6 separate regions of the Mus musculus genome follow, and all the other regions are linked to region 5. A link is a contact called in public HiChIP or PLAC-seq and promoter capture Hi-C data. All regions are on one chromosome and are shown on one strand. The core of a region is the stretch at or near the end of the contact, and the rest is flanking DNA. Distances in the headings are between cores, read along the strand shown.

The links. Promoter capture Hi-C pulls out the DNA fragments that hold promoters and counts their contacts. HiChIP or PLAC-seq counts read pairs in DNA pulled down with a chosen protein or histone mark.
Region 1: a contact with region 5 is called in a promoter capture Hi-C map of pre-B cells, with 3 times the contacts expected there. The contact joins the promoter of Ccdc43 here to the promoter of Gosr2 in region 5. A contact is called at or near these places in 3 of 39 promoter capture datasets (liver, neutrophils and pre-B cells), 3 of 484 Hi-C or Micro-C datasets (CD4 T cells and uterus), 2 of 115 datasets of contacts at active chromatin or transcription factors (bone marrow-derived macrophages and large pre-B cells) and 1 of 9 other capture datasets (adipose tissue).
Region 2: a promoter capture Hi-C map of pre-B cells shows a contact between it and region 5, with 6 times the contacts expected there. The contact joins the promoter of Nmt1 here to the promoter of Gosr2 in region 5. A contact is called at or near these places in 5 of 39 promoter capture datasets (the HPC-7 cell line, HPC-7-derived erythroid cells, liver and 2 more), 3 of 484 Hi-C or Micro-C datasets (CD4 T cells, CD8 T cells and natural killer cells), 2 of 115 datasets of contacts at active chromatin or transcription factors (effector CD8 T cells and memory CD8 T cells) and 1 of 9 other capture datasets (liver).
Region 3: a promoter capture Hi-C map of pre-B cells shows a contact between it and region 5, with 2.6 times the contacts expected there. The contact joins the promoter of Kif18b here to the promoter of Gosr2 in region 5. A contact is called at or near these places in 2 of 39 promoter capture datasets (neutrophils and pre-B cells), 1 of 484 Hi-C or Micro-C datasets (CD8 T cells), 1 of 115 datasets of contacts at active chromatin or transcription factors (memory CD8 T cells) and 1 of 9 other capture datasets (liver).
Region 4: an H3K27ac HiChIP or PLAC-seq map of double positive thymocytes shows a contact between it and region 5, with 4 times the contacts expected there. The contact joins the promoter of Gjc1 here to the promoter of Gosr2 in region 5. A contact is called at or near these places in 2 of 115 datasets of contacts at active chromatin or transcription factors (bone marrow-derived macrophages and double positive thymocytes).
Region 6: a contact with region 5 is called in an H3K27ac HiChIP or PLAC-seq map of acute myeloid leukemia, with 3 times the contacts expected there. The contact joins the promoter of Mapt here to the promoter of Gosr2 in region 5. A contact is called at or near these places in 7 of 39 promoter capture datasets (the C10 cell line, embryonic stem cells, liver and 1 more) and 2 of 115 datasets of contacts at active chromatin or transcription factors (acute myeloid leukemia and stem cell-derived neural progenitor cells).

The regions. Positions count from the first base shown.
Region 1 is chr11:102,696,331-102,699,030 of GRCm38.p6, reverse strand. Ccdc43 (coiled-coil domain containing 43) reads left to right here and starts at 1,306. Exons shown (of 5, transcript NM_025918.3): 1 at 1,306-1,520. The coding sequence starts at 1,323. Gm34392 (a long non-coding RNA gene) reads right to left here and starts at 1,252. Exons shown (of 2, transcript XR_389053.1): 1 at 1,191-1,252; 2 at 817-1,091.
Region 2 is chr11:103,027,262-103,029,961 of GRCm38.p6, reverse strand. It overlaps Nmt1 (N-myristoyltransferase 1), which reads right to left and starts at 1,419. Exons shown (of 12, transcript NM_008707.4): 1 at 1,260-1,419. The coding sequence starts at 1,390. It also overlaps a transcript of Dcakd not described here.
Region 3 is chr11:102,923,654-102,926,427 of GRCm38.p6, reverse strand. Kif18b (kinesin family member 18B) reads left to right here and starts at 1,304. Exons shown (of 16, transcript NM_197959.2): 1 at 1,304-1,445.
Region 4 is chr11:102,817,859-102,820,652 of GRCm38.p6, reverse strand. Gjc1 (gap junction protein, gamma 1) reads left to right here and starts at 1,494. Exons shown (of 3, transcript NM_001159382.1): 1 at 1,494-1,683.
Region 5 is chr11:103,696,446-103,699,145 of GRCm38.p6, reverse strand. It overlaps Gosr2 (golgi SNAP receptor complex member 2), which reads left to right and starts at 1,423. Exons shown (of 6, transcript NM_019650.4): 1 at 1,423-1,516. The coding sequence starts at 1,488. It overlaps C130046K22Rik (RIKEN cDNA C130046K22 gene), which reads right to left and starts at 1,422. Exons shown (of 3, transcript NR_102389.1): 1 at 1,274-1,422.
Region 6 is chr11:104,230,125-104,232,824 of GRCm38.p6, reverse strand. It overlaps Mapt (microtubule-associated protein tau), which reads right to left and starts at 1,389. Exons shown (of 12, transcript NM_001038609.2): 1 at 1,218-1,389.

The DNA.
Region 1 (2,700 bases), core at 57-2,556, 1.0 Mb after region 5:
GTGAAGCAAGCAGTCAGAGTAAAGGCCCCTGCACAGCCTCCTCCTCCTCCTCCTCTGTAGTTTGAGTCTAGCCCACCTCAGGCCAGAGCTGGCATTCTGCTGGTAGAGTTCTGTCCCCTCTTAGGTTCTCTCTCATGGTGTGTCATTTCCTTACCCATATATATATATGTCATTGATGTTTTGCCTGCATGTTTGTCTGTGTGAGGGTGCCAGATCCCCTGAACTGGGTCCCTGGAAGAGCAGCCAGTGCTCTTATCAGCTGAGCCATCGCTCCAGTTTCCTTATCTTTTAATCGAACATAAAGGCATCTCCTCGCTGGGTTGTTGGGAAGATGGCAACAGATACTTCATGGGAACCTCTTAGCACCGTCCCTGGCAGAGGACAGAACTTGTTTCTTGGGTTGGCTGTCATGTGTCTACAGTCATTTGGGAAGAGGGGAATTTAGAGAACGACCTCCTATAAGATTGGCCTGTGGGACATTGTCTTGATTAGTGATTGTTGTGGGAGAGCCCAACTTATTGTGGCTGGTGCCACCCCTGGGCAGGTGTCTCCTAGATGGTGGAAGAAAGCAATCTGAGCAAGGCAAGAGGAGCAAGCCATTAAACAGCAATCTTCCAAGGCTCCTGCTTCCAGGTTCGAGCCTTGAGTTCCTGTGACTTCCCCTTAGTAATGGGGCGTGACCTGAGAGTGGAAGCTGAAATAAACCTTTTCTCTCCTAGTTGCTTTGGCCATGGTGTCTTATCTCAACAGAAACTCTAAGACAGTCCTCAAAGGTATACCTGTGGAAACACGGAAGCAATAATTAAAAGCAATGACTCCGAGGCTGCATGTTTAACTGTTGAGAACCTGCTATGTGTCTCTGTACAGAAATGAGTCAGAGAACGTTTTCTGAAATTTGGGTTTTCAGGGAAGGCGGCTTGGAATGGCAGTGAAGGTGGTATTCCGGAACACAAGACTCAGTGGGGCATCCTGGCTTCACATTCCACAAGAACCTGCCGGGCGCAGAGCAGAACTGCTGGAATCCGTGGTGAGCAGTCCTCTGAGCTCTCTGTCACGTGTCTGACAATGACACTGAATCCGATCGTTGCCAACTATAACGAACCGGTTCAAAACTCACCTGCCGGTGTTCCTGGGTGCCCATGCGACCACGCTTACACCGAGAAGCGCTAGCTGCGAGGACATAAAGATACCTCAAACCGCGGATCACAGCCCGGCGCGCAGGGGTGGAGGATCCCTCTCCGGGCATGCGCGCTGGCCCAGTGGCGCGGCCCGACAGGCACTGCGGTAGGCACCCTCGGGTCCGGCAGGACCCTGTCCCCAGCATGGCGGCGCCCAGCGAAGTGGCCGCGGCAGTCCTCGGTGAAGGCGATGGCGGGGCTTTTGGATCCTGGCTTGACGGACGGTTGGAGGCGCTGGGAGTGGACCGAGCCGTTTACGCCGCTTACATCCTTGGCGTCCTACAGGAGGAGGAGGAGGAAGAGAAGCTGGACGCCCTGCAGGGTATCCTCTCTGCTTTCCTGGTGAGTAGAGTAGTCGGGACACATCCTATCAACCTCACGGAGAAATCTGGGAACCTCTTTCGTTACTTCACATCTCTCTTTCCTTTTGCTGTCACGAAGGCTTAGTGGTTTTACCGGAAAGAAGCATAACTGAGGGAGAAGTGGGCTGCTGCTCCCTCGCCAGATTTTGGGTTGCAGGTGTACAGAGAGGATGGGATCCCCATATTCCGGGCAACAAGGCTCCCTGGGTGCCTTTGGATGTGCTAGAGAGTATCCTGAAGCCATTAAGATGTGTAAATGGCAGTTCGATCATAAACGTCTAATAGTTCCATTTCTATGGTTTGCGATGTTTAGAGTGGGGAGTAAAATGTTTTTGAGATGTCTGCCCATTAGCGGGTAGTCTCAGGGCTGTCCCATGACAAAAGCCTGTGGGAAGTTCCCTTTTGGCTCCAATTTCAGTAGAGTCCTCAATTGGTAAGGTAATGGAGATCTTTTCACGATAAGCAACCTTGGGAAATTCAGTAATTATTAATGTGTGTTGGGTGGGGCGGTACCCTGTGATGAAGACAAACTGGAAACAGATAAGGTATTTGTATGGAATGGTGGCTGGTGCACATCTTTAGTCCTAGCACTCAGGAGGCTGATCTCTGTGATTTTCAAGGCCATCGTGGTCTACACAGAGAAACCCTTTTTTGTTGAAAAAACAAAACAACCAAAAAGAAGCAGGTTCGTGGGTGGGGCACAAACCTTTAATCCCAGCTCTCAGGAGGCAGAGACTGGCCTTTGTGGTCTACGCAGTGAGTTCCTGGACAGCCGGGGCACAGAGAAACCCTGTCTCAAATACTCAAATGCAGATTCGTCACAGTATGCTGTGATGTGATGCGTGATTATAATCCCAGCCCTGCAGAGGTCAGCAAGTGGGTGGCCAACTTTGGGCTTGCCAAGTGAGACCCTGGCAAACCAGACCAAGGAGACTCACTAATTTAGAAATTTGTAATTTAAAGCTGTATTTATGTATCAGAGGCGATCAAGACACCCACTTTTCTAATCTGATATTTGTGCGGTGTTCATCCCTCCCCGTTCCACTCCCAACAGAAACAGTTAGATTATATGCATAGATTAGATTCCCTACCTCTCTTGCCCTGAGATTGTCCTGTAGAGACTTCCTTTTTAATATAATTGAGTTGGGGGCTGGAAAGAT
Region 2 (2,700 bases), core at 170-2,669, 670 kb after region 5:
TGGGAGGCAGAGTCAGGTGGATCTCTGAGTTCGAAGCCAGCCTGGTCTACAAGACAGCCAGGGCTACACAGAGAAACCCTGTCTCAAAAAACAAAACAAAACAAAACAAAAACAAAAAACAACAACAACAACAAACAACCACTCAATCACACACCCACAAGTCTCTACACAAAAATATACATATGTATACATACATACATACATACATACATATTGGGTGGGGGCGTTAGAGCAGCAGGAAAATAATATGAACTTAAATACATCATTTTTCGTGACTGGCTTACTGATGTACTGATTGGAAAAACAAAGACAAATACAAATTCTCAAATATCTGGCCCATTTCTTCTTCTCTACTAACAAAAGACTGAAATTACTTATAGTAAGACCCTGACCTACACAGTGACCTGTAACAGTACTAATCCCCATACCCGAGAGACAAGAACATCACCCCAAGTTTGGAGTCAATCTGTTCTACATTGTATGCCCCAGGCCAGCCATAGCTACACAGTAGAACCTGTCTAAAAAGGCAAAACATAACGAACAAAAAACCCCAGGGAGACCCTAAAGTACAAGACGTGCAGTAGTACCCCACAAATACCACATGTTCTCCAAGAAGCAACATCAGTTTATTGAAGCTTTGAGGCCCTTCACTAAATTAACAAAGTGAAGGTACAATGAAATTGACTCTTCACCGATTATTTGAGGCAACAGACACTGAATAAATCAAAACATCACATCACTAATAACATAGGATCATAGTGAGTTTATATTTCGGACTTGTCTGGCAGTTATATTTTACAACATAATTATATGCATGGCTTGTATAGCCTAGTGAATTTCCTCATTGAGCGTGAACTACAACGAAATGTTTTATTATTAGTTTATGGCTAGTCACGTTTCTCATACACCTTTATAAGTAACGTTCCTTCTGAACCGCAGCTTCTAGATTGCTCTGCATTGTACTACTGAAATCTACCGTTCAAAATGTTCTTTTCCCCCATCGTGCCTAAAGCAAGGGAGTGGTACACTAAACAGAACTTTTATATAATAAAAGTATTGCATGTCTCCGACCCTTAATATCTGAGCACCCATCCTGGTAAGTGACAAAGACAAAAACCAATCGCTAGGTAGGATCTCAATGGCTTAGCCAATAAGAACATGGGGGTGGGGTTAGACTAAGCTCCCGGTGACTTCCCCGCACCCCAGATACCCAGCTTGTGGGAGACCGGACAGGAATTGGGCTACGATGATCTCGTTACCTCCTGTTGTGGCTGTTGTCCTCCTCGTTCTCGCAATCGCTGCAGTGCTCATGGCCGTTTCCATTCCCTTCCATCATCAGTGGCAACGAAGGTGCCGGCAGCTTCACTGCTGTCTCACTCTCATCCGCCATCTTGGGTTGCGAGAGCCGGACTCCGCGCCCCGCTACATGGAGGGCTCCTATTGGACAGAGGAAGTACGCGCTGTATTCTGGGTTTTGTAGTTTGTGTGAAGAAATCTGCCACTAAGGGTGGCTTGTTTTCAAAAAACTGTACCGATGTGGACTACAAAACCCAGAAATCATGAAGGGACGCTGCCTTGGGAGGAGCGGGCAGCAATTCCGGAAGCCCCTAGGTTCGGCCGCCCTCTGAGACGAAGGGCGCTGTACGCCTTATAGGGTGGTCGCGGGGCACGCTGGGAGTTGCAGTTCCATGTTGAATTAGAGTTTCGCAAGTAAAGGGCTTGCAAAGTCCAAGGTTTTCAGGCCGCCCTTGGTAATCAACAGGCCACAGATGAGCCGTTATCGGCTAACGTTAAGGACCGTTACCATTCCTGGGTAAGTGAAAGACACTGAGGTTCATGGCTGCGATTCTCCAGGAGCTCAAATGCCCTTACAGAGGACTTTCCTATAGGTTTGCTCTCGGCTGCCTTCCCTACTCCAGCCTTTAGGGAGACCTGGGTCTTTGGAAATCTAAAACCGAGAGGCAGTGCATTGAGGTGTGTGGAACACTGCCCCCGAGCCAAAGACTTGATTGCTTGCAGGGGAGGCTTACCATTTCTTGGCTTCTAATTTTGCACTGCGCTCTTCTTCACATTTCCCTTTGATTCTCCTCTAGAGCCTTCCATAACAAGTCTTTTTTTTTAAGATTATGATAATTACACCATTTCCCCACTTCCCCTTTCCTTCCTCTAACCCCTCCCATATACACCCCACCTTGCTCTCAAATTCATGGCCTCTTTTTCTTTAGTTGTTGTTACATATGGGTGTGTGTGTGTTTTCCTAAATATATAAATATAGCCCGTTCAGTAAGCATAATGTTGTATGCAAATGATTTCAGGGCTGGTGTGCCTGGGAAGAACTATTTCCTCCCCCATTTTTAGCCTTCCTTAATTGCCTGTAGTTCTTAGTCTGGGGTTGAGGCCTCACGAGCTCCCCTACTCCCAACACAAGACTTTAATGAGCACTTACACGCCAGGCTCTGGCGTAAGACTTTTTGTACCTGAATTCCTATAATTTTAACAAGCTTAGAATGTGTTATGCCATTATTATTCCTTTTTCACAGATGAAAAGACTGTTCCAGAAAAGTTGGTACATTGTTTGTAGGCGGCAAAATCTGTCTATAAATCTGTATCTACCTACTCTGTGCCCTCTGTAAGGCTTCACCGTCACACCAGTCACACTGTTGGATCCAGGCAACTTCCAAGGACGAATCAGTTATAGCC
Region 3 (2,774 bases), core at 55-2,554, 770 kb after region 5:
TCTCCTGCCTTGGCATGTATCACAATCCCCACCTGTGATAAATATCTAAGTTTTTCCTATAGACTGGGAGCTCTGTATATCACATATCACTGTAACCTCTGAACCTGTCATAACAATCGTTGAATGAATCTGAGAACACCTAGTGCCATTTTATTGAACATCTACAAGGTGCGTTATTCACATTACGTTTTTTTTTTTTTTTTTAATTTTTACTTATGGGGATTTAGCTCAGTGGTAAAGAAAAGGCCTTGGGGGCTAGAGAGATGGCTCAGCGGTTAAGAGCACTGACTGCTCTTCCAGAGGTCCTGAGTTCAATTCCCAGCAACCACATAGTAGCTCACGACCATCTGTAATGCTCTCTTATGGTGTGTCTGAAGAGAGCAACAGTGTACTCATATACATTAAAAAATAAATAAATAAAATGAAAGACCAAGCAAACTTCACTCACTCAAAAGAAAAGGCCTTGGGTTTGGTTCTCAGCTTGGGGTGTGTGTGTGTGTGGGGACGTTTAGGGCGCAAAAAAACAAAACAAAACAAAAACAAAAACAAAAAAACCAGATTTACAGTAAGCGAGGAGGGAACTTCTTTACCAGGAAGCTATCATTAAACAACTGTTCCTTTTGGAGACGGAGAAGGCAAGAGTATTCAGTGTTCTTGTATCTTTGTACTAACCCTAACTTCATGTAATTTTGTTGTTTTTGTCCTCACTAAACTAAGTGTGGTGAATAAATAATTTGAGTCAAGTTATCCAGTATTAAATGACTCTACTAGCTTGTTCACAGTTGTGGTGAAAGAAACCCTACAGTAACCTTTACATGCCCCAGACTTGCTCACAACGCCACCATGAGGACAGTTTACTTGAGAGAGAGATCGAGTAAAGTTCTCATGTAGCTCAGGCTGGCCTGGAACGCTCTACCTGGAGGGTGGCTGGTTTCGAACTCAAATAGATCCGCCAGCCTTTGCCTTCTGCGTGATGGGATTAAAGGCACGAGCCACTCTGAATTGGAGGGTGCCTATTTAAGCCACAAAAGCAGGTTTTAAATTCTGTCGAATGTGTGGTCGCTGTAACCGCTGCTGAACTCAGCCCACAGACCACAGAGACGGGGCAGGCCCCCTGGTTACACTGCTAGAGACTCGATTCTGGTGGCAATTCCGCTCCGTCCGGTTTGATTTGGCCAAAGAAACCCAAGGCGCGCAAGAGAACTAGTGCGCAAGCGCACCCCCGGCTGTCTTTGTTACTTAGGAAACAGCCAATCAGCGAGCCGGGCGGTGACCAATGAGAAGCGCGGATGAGCGGACCGGCTAGTTTGAACGCGCCGCGCCGGAAGAAGGTTGGTTCGGTGGAATCGGGTGTGGGGGAGCTCTCTCCTGAATCCGAGGGCTCCTGTCCGAGGCGGAGGGACGCGTAAGCGACCCCCGACACCAGCACCGGGAACCGACGAGAGGTAGGCTTTGGTCGACGGTGGGGCGGCCCCGCGGGCTCGGTGCAGAGCTGTCGTTTGCGCGGGCTCGCTGCAGTTGTCTGGAACCCGAATCAGCACTTGTTTGGGCAGGTCAGGGACGAGTAGGAGGGCACTTCCTTTACACCGAGAATGCAGCCGATCGTGATCTCTGCGTCCCACGGTCCGGGGCCCATATTAAGTCCTCTCATGTATACCCGGTCCTTTGAAAGGTGCACCCGGCTCCGTAGCAGCTACCCCTCCTCGTGTGGGAGGTGGAATTGGGTCTTTCTACAGGTCAGAATTGGAGATCTGGGACGCCCGGCAGGAGAGAATGGGAGAACCACTCCGCTCCTCTTGTCAGAGCTGATTACGCGGCTGTGTGTGTACCGAGGGAGGCAGCTTGGTTACTGGGACACTCCTAAACACTGGCGAGCATGAAAGAAAACCAGGCCTCTATTAGTACCAGGATGATCGAGTCTTTTAGCCTTGGACATTTGAGCTACTGTGACAAGTACAAGGTAGAGCCTGTTTTGTGCCAAAGAACTTAAAATACTGGTTTGTGTTGGTTTTGGTGGTTCAGTGCATCATAGGGAAATGATGTATCATATAACTTTACCAGCGGTGTCTAATATTTGTTGGGCACTTAAAAACCGAATGCCATTCAAGCTTAACACAAACCTGGTGAGACAGATAATTAAAAAATATTACAATTTGCATGTTGAGAAACGGAGGCACAGAGTGTAGTTAAGCTTGACTTGGGAGGACATATATAATTTTACTTTTGTGGATGAGCTTTTTGTTGTTAACAGCGCTTCCTTCAATGTCCCTATCCTATTTCTTCCATGCCTATTTCATTATGGAACCATGCCCTCTGCCAGTCAGGATTTTAAGGCATCTCATTCTCCATTACTTTGTTTTTATCTAATTTCGCTCCATTTGTACCTTTTTTTCTCTCATGGTCTAGAGATCAAACCTAGCCCTAATACCTTTTTTTTAAAAAAAAGTATAGAAGCATCATATTATTAGAGACATTTGCAAAGCTTTTCTCTTATCTAGTGACACAGCAACTGAAATTATCATAATATTGTATAAACTATATTCTCTCTCCACAAACAGTTAAGTTATAAATACAAACTAGGCATAGTAAAATAATCCCAGCCCCTGAGAGAGAGGCAGAGGAGAAGAGTCTCTGAGTTTAAGGCCAGTTGTATTGAGACTCTTTCAAAACACCACACACACACACACACACACACACACACACACACAAATACAAATGAAAAATTGAATTCACACTTGGGAATTTAAAACAAAAATACACTGAAGTCAGTTAAA
Region 4 (2,794 bases), core at 245-2,744, 880 kb after region 5:
GAAGCAAACAAAAATAAAGGTTCAGAGCACAGCACAGTGGGGGTGGTGTCTGCCTTAGACCCCGCCTCCTGAGACAAAGGCAGGAGCATCAAGACTTCAAAGCTAGCTCTCAGCCACAGGTCGAGTCTGAGATCAGCCTGTGCTATAATGGGACTTCGTTTCATAAAAAATCAAACAAAATATCAAAAATGAAACATGAGGCTCAAAGTGAGCACATTCTTTGATTTTTAGAGAGAAGCCAAAAAAAAAAAAAAAAAAAAAGGATTTAAAAATTTGGGCACTTTCCTAAAAAAAAAAAAAAAAAAAACCACACACATCATAGCAACCAAACAAAATTTCGGAGGGTGTGGGTAGGCAATGGACCATCCCTTTTCATCCCAACCTGTGACCTAGCTTCGGGAGAAATTTGATCCACAAGTCGCCTCACTTGTTAGTGTTTAATTTCATCCCTGTCCAGGGGCAAAACTTTTAAAAAGCCTATCCATTTGTAATTCTAGAGTACAGGAATGGCCCTCCCCTCCCATCTCTTTGGTAAACTGCCTTTCACCACCCAGTCTCAATCTCGTTAAAGTATTTAGGGGAATTTCTCGTTTCTTTTTTAATAAAGATTTATTTTTTATTATTTTTAATTATGTGTCTCTGGGTCTATGTGTAGGTATGTGCACATCGATATAGGTGCCCCGAGAGAGTCGGATCCTCCAGAGGCTGGAGTTACAGGTGGTTGTGAACCACACAACGTGGGTGTAGAAGATTCTCTGCAACAGTAGTACAAACTGCATAGCCGCTGAGCCGTCTCTCCCGCTAGTTTTCCTTTTCTTAACCCGCAGTTTCGGCCAGGGGAATTCCTGTCCATGTGCATTTCAAGTCTTGTAATTGGGATCCCGCTGGGATGCAAGGAGTTAAGAGGAAATGGCCTATTAGGGTCTTACTAATCCGAGAAATCCAGGACCTCAAAACTATGCAGAACGCCTGTAAAAACCATGATTCCACCAGGCGGGGATGGTTGGCCGAGAAGCCCCGGAGGTTTTTCGAGCAACTGCAGAGCAGAGCCTAGAACGGCCATGAGCATCCCGAGATCCGCTGGACCAAGGCCCTGACCTAGCGCACGAGATAACGGTGGAGCTCTGCGGTCCGACCCTGGAAACTCAGGTGAGGCGTGTCTCCATCACGCTGTCACTGGCCGGCTCCTCCGGGGAATCACGCCACAGGAAATGAGCCCGCGGCGCTCGAAGTCAGCCGCCCACCGGGGCTCCCCGCGCAGGGGTCCTCCCGCCACCGCGCGCCCCGCCGCGTACGGGACCGCCCGGGAACGCGCGCGGCCGGTCACGGAAAGTTGGCGCCGGCGCGGGGCCGCGCGCTCCGGGCGCCCCCTCCCACTCGAGGCGCACGTGCAGCCGCGCCCCCGCTCCCAGGCCGAGACGGGACGCCCCCACCCCCACCGCGGCACGCAGTGCGCAGGCGCCTCCCCGCGGGTCCCGGCGGCGGGAGCGGGAGAGAGGGAGGCGGCGGGCGCGGCCGGAGCGGCTTCAGCCTCGGCTTGAAGGCTGAGGCGAAGGAGGCGGCGGCGGTGGCGGCGGCGGCGAGGCGGCGAAGGTGATGGCGACGCGGGGCCCATGAGGCGGCGGCCGGCGGGACGGGCCGAGGCCCGGCGGAGGAGGCGGCTTCGGGGGCGCCCACCGCCGGGTGAGCGGCGGCTTGAGGGGCCCCGGGCCGGGCGCGGCCGGGCGAACTCTGAGGCGCCTCGAAAGCGGCGGCGGCGGCGGGCCGGGTTCCTGGGGGCGGCAGGGCGGGAAGGAGCGCCCGCCGAGCCCCGAGGGGCGTCGCCACCCGCGTCCCGCCGCCGGCGCGCCCGCCCTCTTTGTCCCCAGGCGCGCGGTTCCCAAATTGGGAGGGAAACGGCTCGGGCGGGCCGGGAGCGGGCGGCGGTGCTCCCGCAACTCCTCGGGGCGGTTGGGGGACCCGGCCGGGCTGGCGCTGGGCGGGCTCGTCTTTGTCTGACGGCCTGGGCCGCTCTTCGGCGGCGTGCTGCGGGCTCCGGCGGGTCCTCTGTCCCCCTCGGAGGTTTCTTTTTCCCCCCTTTTTTACTGGAGGTTTGGTTCGAGCGCTGCGGAGCGGGAGAGGGGCTGGCGGGAGGACCCGGCCCGTCGCCTCTTGCTGGACGCCTTTTCTTTACTTGAGATGACTTTATTCTCACTTCGGAAAACTTTGGAGCTCTGCTGTGGCCTTTTTTTTTTTTTTTTTAATTGTTCTTCGTTGAGTCTCCAGATTGAAAATAGAGAGGAGGCGCTAATGCTGTGATTGGGCTGGCTGCCGCGTTTGGAGTTTCGAGTTGAAAAGATTTACATGACCCATGTTTAGAATTTGGGGTCCTCCCCCGCCGGTCCCCGCTTTGCGGATTATTTGGGATTGCTTTTCTTTTGCGAAGTGGGATGAGTTTGGTTTTTGTCATTTGAAGACATTTTCCTTTTGGTCCTCGGGGACTGGCAACGCCACAGATTTCATTGTGCTCGGGCTTTATTTTGTTCTCGTCCACACTAGGTGCAATCGAGGAACTCAAGGTAGACCAAATTCTGGATAAGTTATCTTGTATGTGTCTTAAGTCTAAAAGTTATTGCTTTTGTTGTGCACCCTTACAAGTGGATATATGTGAAAGCGCTGTACAAAAAGCCTTGTAAACGAAAGACTTTAGTTCTGTTAGGCAGAAATCATTTTGTCTGTAGTACATGAGTAACTGTAGGAAGAGGATTAATAATGTAATTTGGGGATTAATCCTTCCCCCTTGTAAACAGTTTGC
Region 5 (2,700 bases), core at 174-2,673:
TGCTGGGAATGGAGGCAGCTACTCACTGCACCTCAGCTGAGCAGAAAACAAAGGAGAAGACTGGCACTTTCCCCCTATTACTTATTTTTTTCCTGTTCTTATAAATCTGTAATATAATTTAAAATCAAAATGCCTATAGAGCAAAGACCCACAAAGATTTGACCTGGGACCTCACACAAGTCAGAGACAATTCTACTGAGACACACACAAGCACACATATACATACTTCCCTGTGCATCCCTCACCAGCAAAGTACTAAAAAACTAAGGATACAGCCTTTTATCTATGCCCCGCCCCCACGCTACTCAACCTTAGCTAAAGTGCACCATTCCCACAAACCCTCTATCGGTTCTTGAAGGCCCCCCATGCTTTCTTGATCCATGAACCCCTACTGCTCTTCTCCAGGCAAATGGTCCTTAGTCATACCCTAAATGTTGATTGTTAATTCAGCTTTAAAATAAGGACTTTCTCAATAGACAGCGAAACACCAGGAATGTGTTTTACCTGGGTTCCTATCCTACATATCTGTGCATGGTGCATAGTAGATGTTCAATAAATGGGAGTGGAACTGGGAAATGTAATGTTAGGGAAAGAATGAATATGGGCGGGCAGTCTCTTGGGACATAAAACTGGGAGGGATGCAGGATACAGGAAAATCCAAGCTTCAGCTCACCAAAGGAAGAGGAACAACTCCTCCCTTGGGAGGAACTGTAGATAAGAACCTAGATGGATGGAAATGAGATGGGCCTAGGTGAAGACAAGTGTTTGAACCTTTCCAAGTCCTAATCCAAATGTCACCCGCCCTTCATGTCTTTAAAAACAATTTCCTATTGACCACAACACCAGCCCAGCTCATTATCTTTGTATTTATTTGGATGTTCTACCATTATCTTTGTACTTATTTGGAATGTTTATTTGTATACAGATCGTAGTTCCTTCTCTAGTCCAACCTCTTGAAGAACAGGGAAATTTTGGTTGTTCCACGTCATATGCTAACCACTCACTCACTGTGGGTTTACTAAAAATGAGCCGGAGATGGGAAGACTAGTGGGCGGACTAGTTCGAGGCAGGAAAAGCACGCGTCGTGAGGAAGTGAGATTCCCCAGACCTGTAATTACACACTCCAAGGAGAAGCCAAGCCCGACCGCGGGGCGGAGAGCGACGTAGAGAGTCGCCGGCGACTTCTCGGGGGAGGCTCTGACGTCAGTGCCTCGCGACCGTCCTCTCCGCTACCTGATTCAATCCCGGAGCTGGACTTTAGCAAAAAACTCACCCCCGCCGCTCTCCGCGAGCTCCGGCCCGGAGCCACACCCATCCCTCGCGTCCCGCTTTCCTTCCGCGCAACCCCGTCTCCGACCTCACAACCACCACGGGACAGGCACACTCGCGGGCGCCCTACTCAGCAGGGCGGGCCCTGAGACCGGAAGCCGGAAGTGGGGTTGTGAGGACGTGTTCCGAGGAAGCCGCAGGCCGGCTAGGCCGGCGTCATGGAGCCCCTATACCAACAAACGAACAAGTGAGGGCTGCGTCGGGGAGCGGGCTGGGCTCCGCCCGGGCTGCGGCCCCTAGGGCTCGGGGCTCTGGGGACTGTCATTGTGGAGGTTTCCGCTCGGGCTGCTCCGCATCTCTTAGCCCCTGGTGCGATGCTCTTAGCCGAAGGGGATCGAGCCGGGGCGCGAAGGCTTGGGCCCGGTAGCTCTTGGCCGCAAGCCGTGACTGCCTATTGGCAAGGGAAAGCAGCGCCCCTAGGTTACAGCACTTGATCCAGCACCTGCCAGCTTAGTCCTCCGGGTTGGTAGAGCTTAGAGAACAGAGAAAACTGTTGCCGAGGCTTGTGTCTATGAATCTATTGCTTAAGTGGGAGTGTCAGGGGTTGTACGAAAGAAGTATTTTGTGTACTTGATTGGACATTTAAAGAACTTATTTTTGTGACACAAAGACGGGCAGGTAACTAGTGACTATTTTTGTGAGTCATATCTGATTACAAGTTAGCCTTAAGGAAATTGAAATTGAGTCTTAGATTAGCTTTTCATAACTAAGTTTCCTTGGTGGGTCCTTTTTTTTTTTTTTTTTTTTTTTTTTCCATACCGTCCTTTGTTTTGGGAACTTGCAGTGTTATGCAGCTAGACACCATGAGGGGCCACATACCTATGTTAGTTTAAGAACTTTCTATTGATTGTATGACAGCACTGAAAAATCTTATTCCTTGGGCCTGAAAAATGACATAAACTAGTCATCCTGCCTCCCCAGGAAACTCATAACAAAAAGAATGGAAATAAGATGGTGGTTATTCTCTTTTTACCTTTTTTTTTTTTAAATTTGTTTATTATATGTAAGTACACTGTAGCTGTCTTCAGACACCTCAGAAGAGGGCATCAGATCTCATTGCAAATGGTTGTGAGCCACCATGTGGTTGCTGGGAATTGAACTCAGGACCTTCGGAAGAGCAGTCAGTGCTCTTAACCTCTGAGCCATCTCTCCAATCCCCCTTTTTACTTTTGTCAACAAAATGTTTGATTTGGGTGGGGGAAAATAAACTACATTGTAATGACAATTTGCATATTATATAATAAGTGTAGGAAGAGATTTTAAAAGACTATCCTGTGAGTCACGTGGAAAAGGAATGAGGCAGAAAATTGCCCTCATTTACTAAGAACGGATCCTTTCCATAGCAAGACACATGGACCTAGCAGAGCGGTG
Region 6 (2,700 bases), core at 140-2,639, 530 kb before region 5:
CCCTAGACGACCTCAGGTGAACGCTCTGGTGCGCACCGCTGCAGAGGCAAAACGCCAAGGCTTCCGTGTTCATCACCCCCTGTTCTTTAACATGGGTCCAAGCCGGGTCCTCCAAAGCCTGGCCACAGCTCTTGGCATGCTACGATAGAGACGTGACTCGCCGCAAAAAGATGGCACCTCGCGTTCAGAGAGGGGGGAAAAAACGGAGAGGGGTGGCAGCGGGAGGAGACACATCGTACTCCCCCCTCCTCGCCCACCCAGGTCCACACCCACTGCCGCAGTGAGGGGCGAGCCCTGCGCGCCAGCCCGCGCCTCCGGCAGGGAGCGCACATGCCGGGAGCCCGGCGCAGAACGCAGAGAAAGAAACGCGCCCCGAAATGCACCTGCAGCCCTCGCGTGGGTCTGTGCCTGGCTGCAACGCTGCGCGCCCTCGAGCGGGGAGCCGCTGCCAGCCAGCCCGCTGACACCGCGAGGCCAGGTGACCCCTGACTCTTCGAGCTCCCACATTGGGATCCGCGCACTACCTTCTCTCGGGCACGGCGCTGCCCCTGTCACTGTACCAAGCGCGCGCAGGGGGAAGGGCGACTAACGTGACAGCGCCTGGACCCCTCCCCATCCTCCGGATTCCTCCCAGCCCCCAAATGTCCCCTGCCGGCTTCTGAAGGAGGAAAAGGGGAGGGGGCGGGCCACCGCCTTAAATCAGGGCCAGTGAAGGCCGTGTCAGAATCGCTGTCAGGGAGGTGGAGAGACATGAAGGCAGTCATCTTTTCTAGAACCCGATCCACACCTTCCTTAGGGCTGATGGCAATCAGGAGCAGAGAAATCCGATTTCAGGTTCTGTTTCGGGGGTCGTCGTTGGACCCCCATGCACACTCACAGACCCACGCCCATTGCGGCAAAAGGCTGAGATCCAGATTACAGAACAACCCCTTCCCTAGGTCACCGTCATCCGCGCCCCACCCTGCGGGCACAGCCCCCCTCATTTGCGCGGAGCCGATAGTGGGGACCCCAGCACTCATAGATACACGCATTCGCTCGCGTGCGTGCATCTCTTGCACGCGTTCCTTCCCAGCTCCCCAGCGCCTAGGGCGCAGAGAGGCCCCCGCCGTTGCGCCTGATTGATGCCCAGCTCCCTAAATCCATCTCTGGGGCGAGGGGTGGCAGGAGGACGGCGCACAGGGCCAGAGGGGACTGGATTTCAGAGCTGCGGCGCTTACCTGATAATCGACAGAAGGCGAGGACAGAAGAGGACAGCGGAGGAGAAGGTGGTTGTGGCGGCGGCGGCAGAAGGTGGGCGGTGGCGGCGGCGCTGCTGCTGGTGCTGGAGCTGGTGGGTGGCGGAGACTGAGAGCGCGCGCGGCCGAGAAAGCGCGTTCTGGAGGCCGGCGGGCAGCGCAGGCGCGAGCCACGGGAGCGCGAACCTCCCTAGGGGAGGGGCGGGCAGCGAGGCCTGGGCGGGCACCTCCCCTTCCGACCGCTAGGGGGCGCACGCGAGCGCCCCTCAACCCTCCTCTCTCCGCGCCGCTCGGCTCGCCCCTCTCCGCGCTTCCCTCCCCGGGTCCCGCCACGCCTCGGGCCGCGGTGCTGACCGCCGCGCGCACGCGCATTCCGTGGCGCACGCGCACCCGGCCTCCCGGGGCTGCAGCCTTTGTCTAGTCCAGGGGTCCCCTCCCTCGGTCCCCGCGGGGTCCAGGCAGAGCGGTGTGTCGGTCATCGTCCGCTTTTCAGTTCACCCTCGCTGGCTCTCCAGGCGGTACACCGTGAACCCCAAGTGCTACAGGCTCCCCGAGTCTCCTAAAATGTGGCCCTCCAGATAGAGCGCACTTTCTATTTCCAGGGCCAGCTGTTCGCTTGCTTTCTTTCCACCTGTTTTTGTTAATGGCCAAAGTGAATGATTTCCTTGACAAATCTTCTCGAAACAGATTAACTTGACCGTAATACACTTTAGCGTTTTCGTGGAAAAACAATTGTTTTTAAATCAAGGAGCATTCAAACCCATTAGGTATCTTGACTGTGACCCTAGCGAAGAAAAATCTTTAAATAGGTAAGTTCTAATGATGCTTACCACACACACTGCAAGGCATTTTCACAGAGTTATTTTTATCTCGTTTATTGAAACACCTTTGTACAGCGTGAGAGCTGAATTTTTAAGGTGCCTGCTGGAGATGGCCACCTGCTGGATGTCAAGCTTCCGGTTGAAATTGGTCATTAGTTCTCCTTCCAGCTACGTAGGCGTGGGCTGTGGCTTTAGCTTAATATCTTACCTCCCCAAAGCTCAATTCTCTTGGACAGCTGGAGCCTGTTCAAATGCAAGGAAGAGAGACAGGCACCTACTTCTTGCCAAAGAGGCGAAAACTTGTCTTGAAGCTTTCATTTGCATGCCGTTTTTTCTTTATTTTTCAAGGCAGGTTCTCACTATGTTGCCCTGGCTGGCTTGGAGCTCACAGAGATCCCCTGCCTGCCTCTGCCTCTAGAGTGCTGAGATTAAAGGTGTGCACTGCTATCCCAGCAGTTGTTTCTAAAACTCCAACGTTGTACCTGCTCGGTGTGTTGGCTCACATCTGTAATCCCAGCATTCAGATAGGCTGAGACTTGTTCAAGATCAGCCTGGGCTATATAGCAGAATCCAAGCCAGCCTGAATTGTATTACAGGGTGAAAGTGAGTCAACAAACAAACAAACAAACACACTTCTGGGCTGG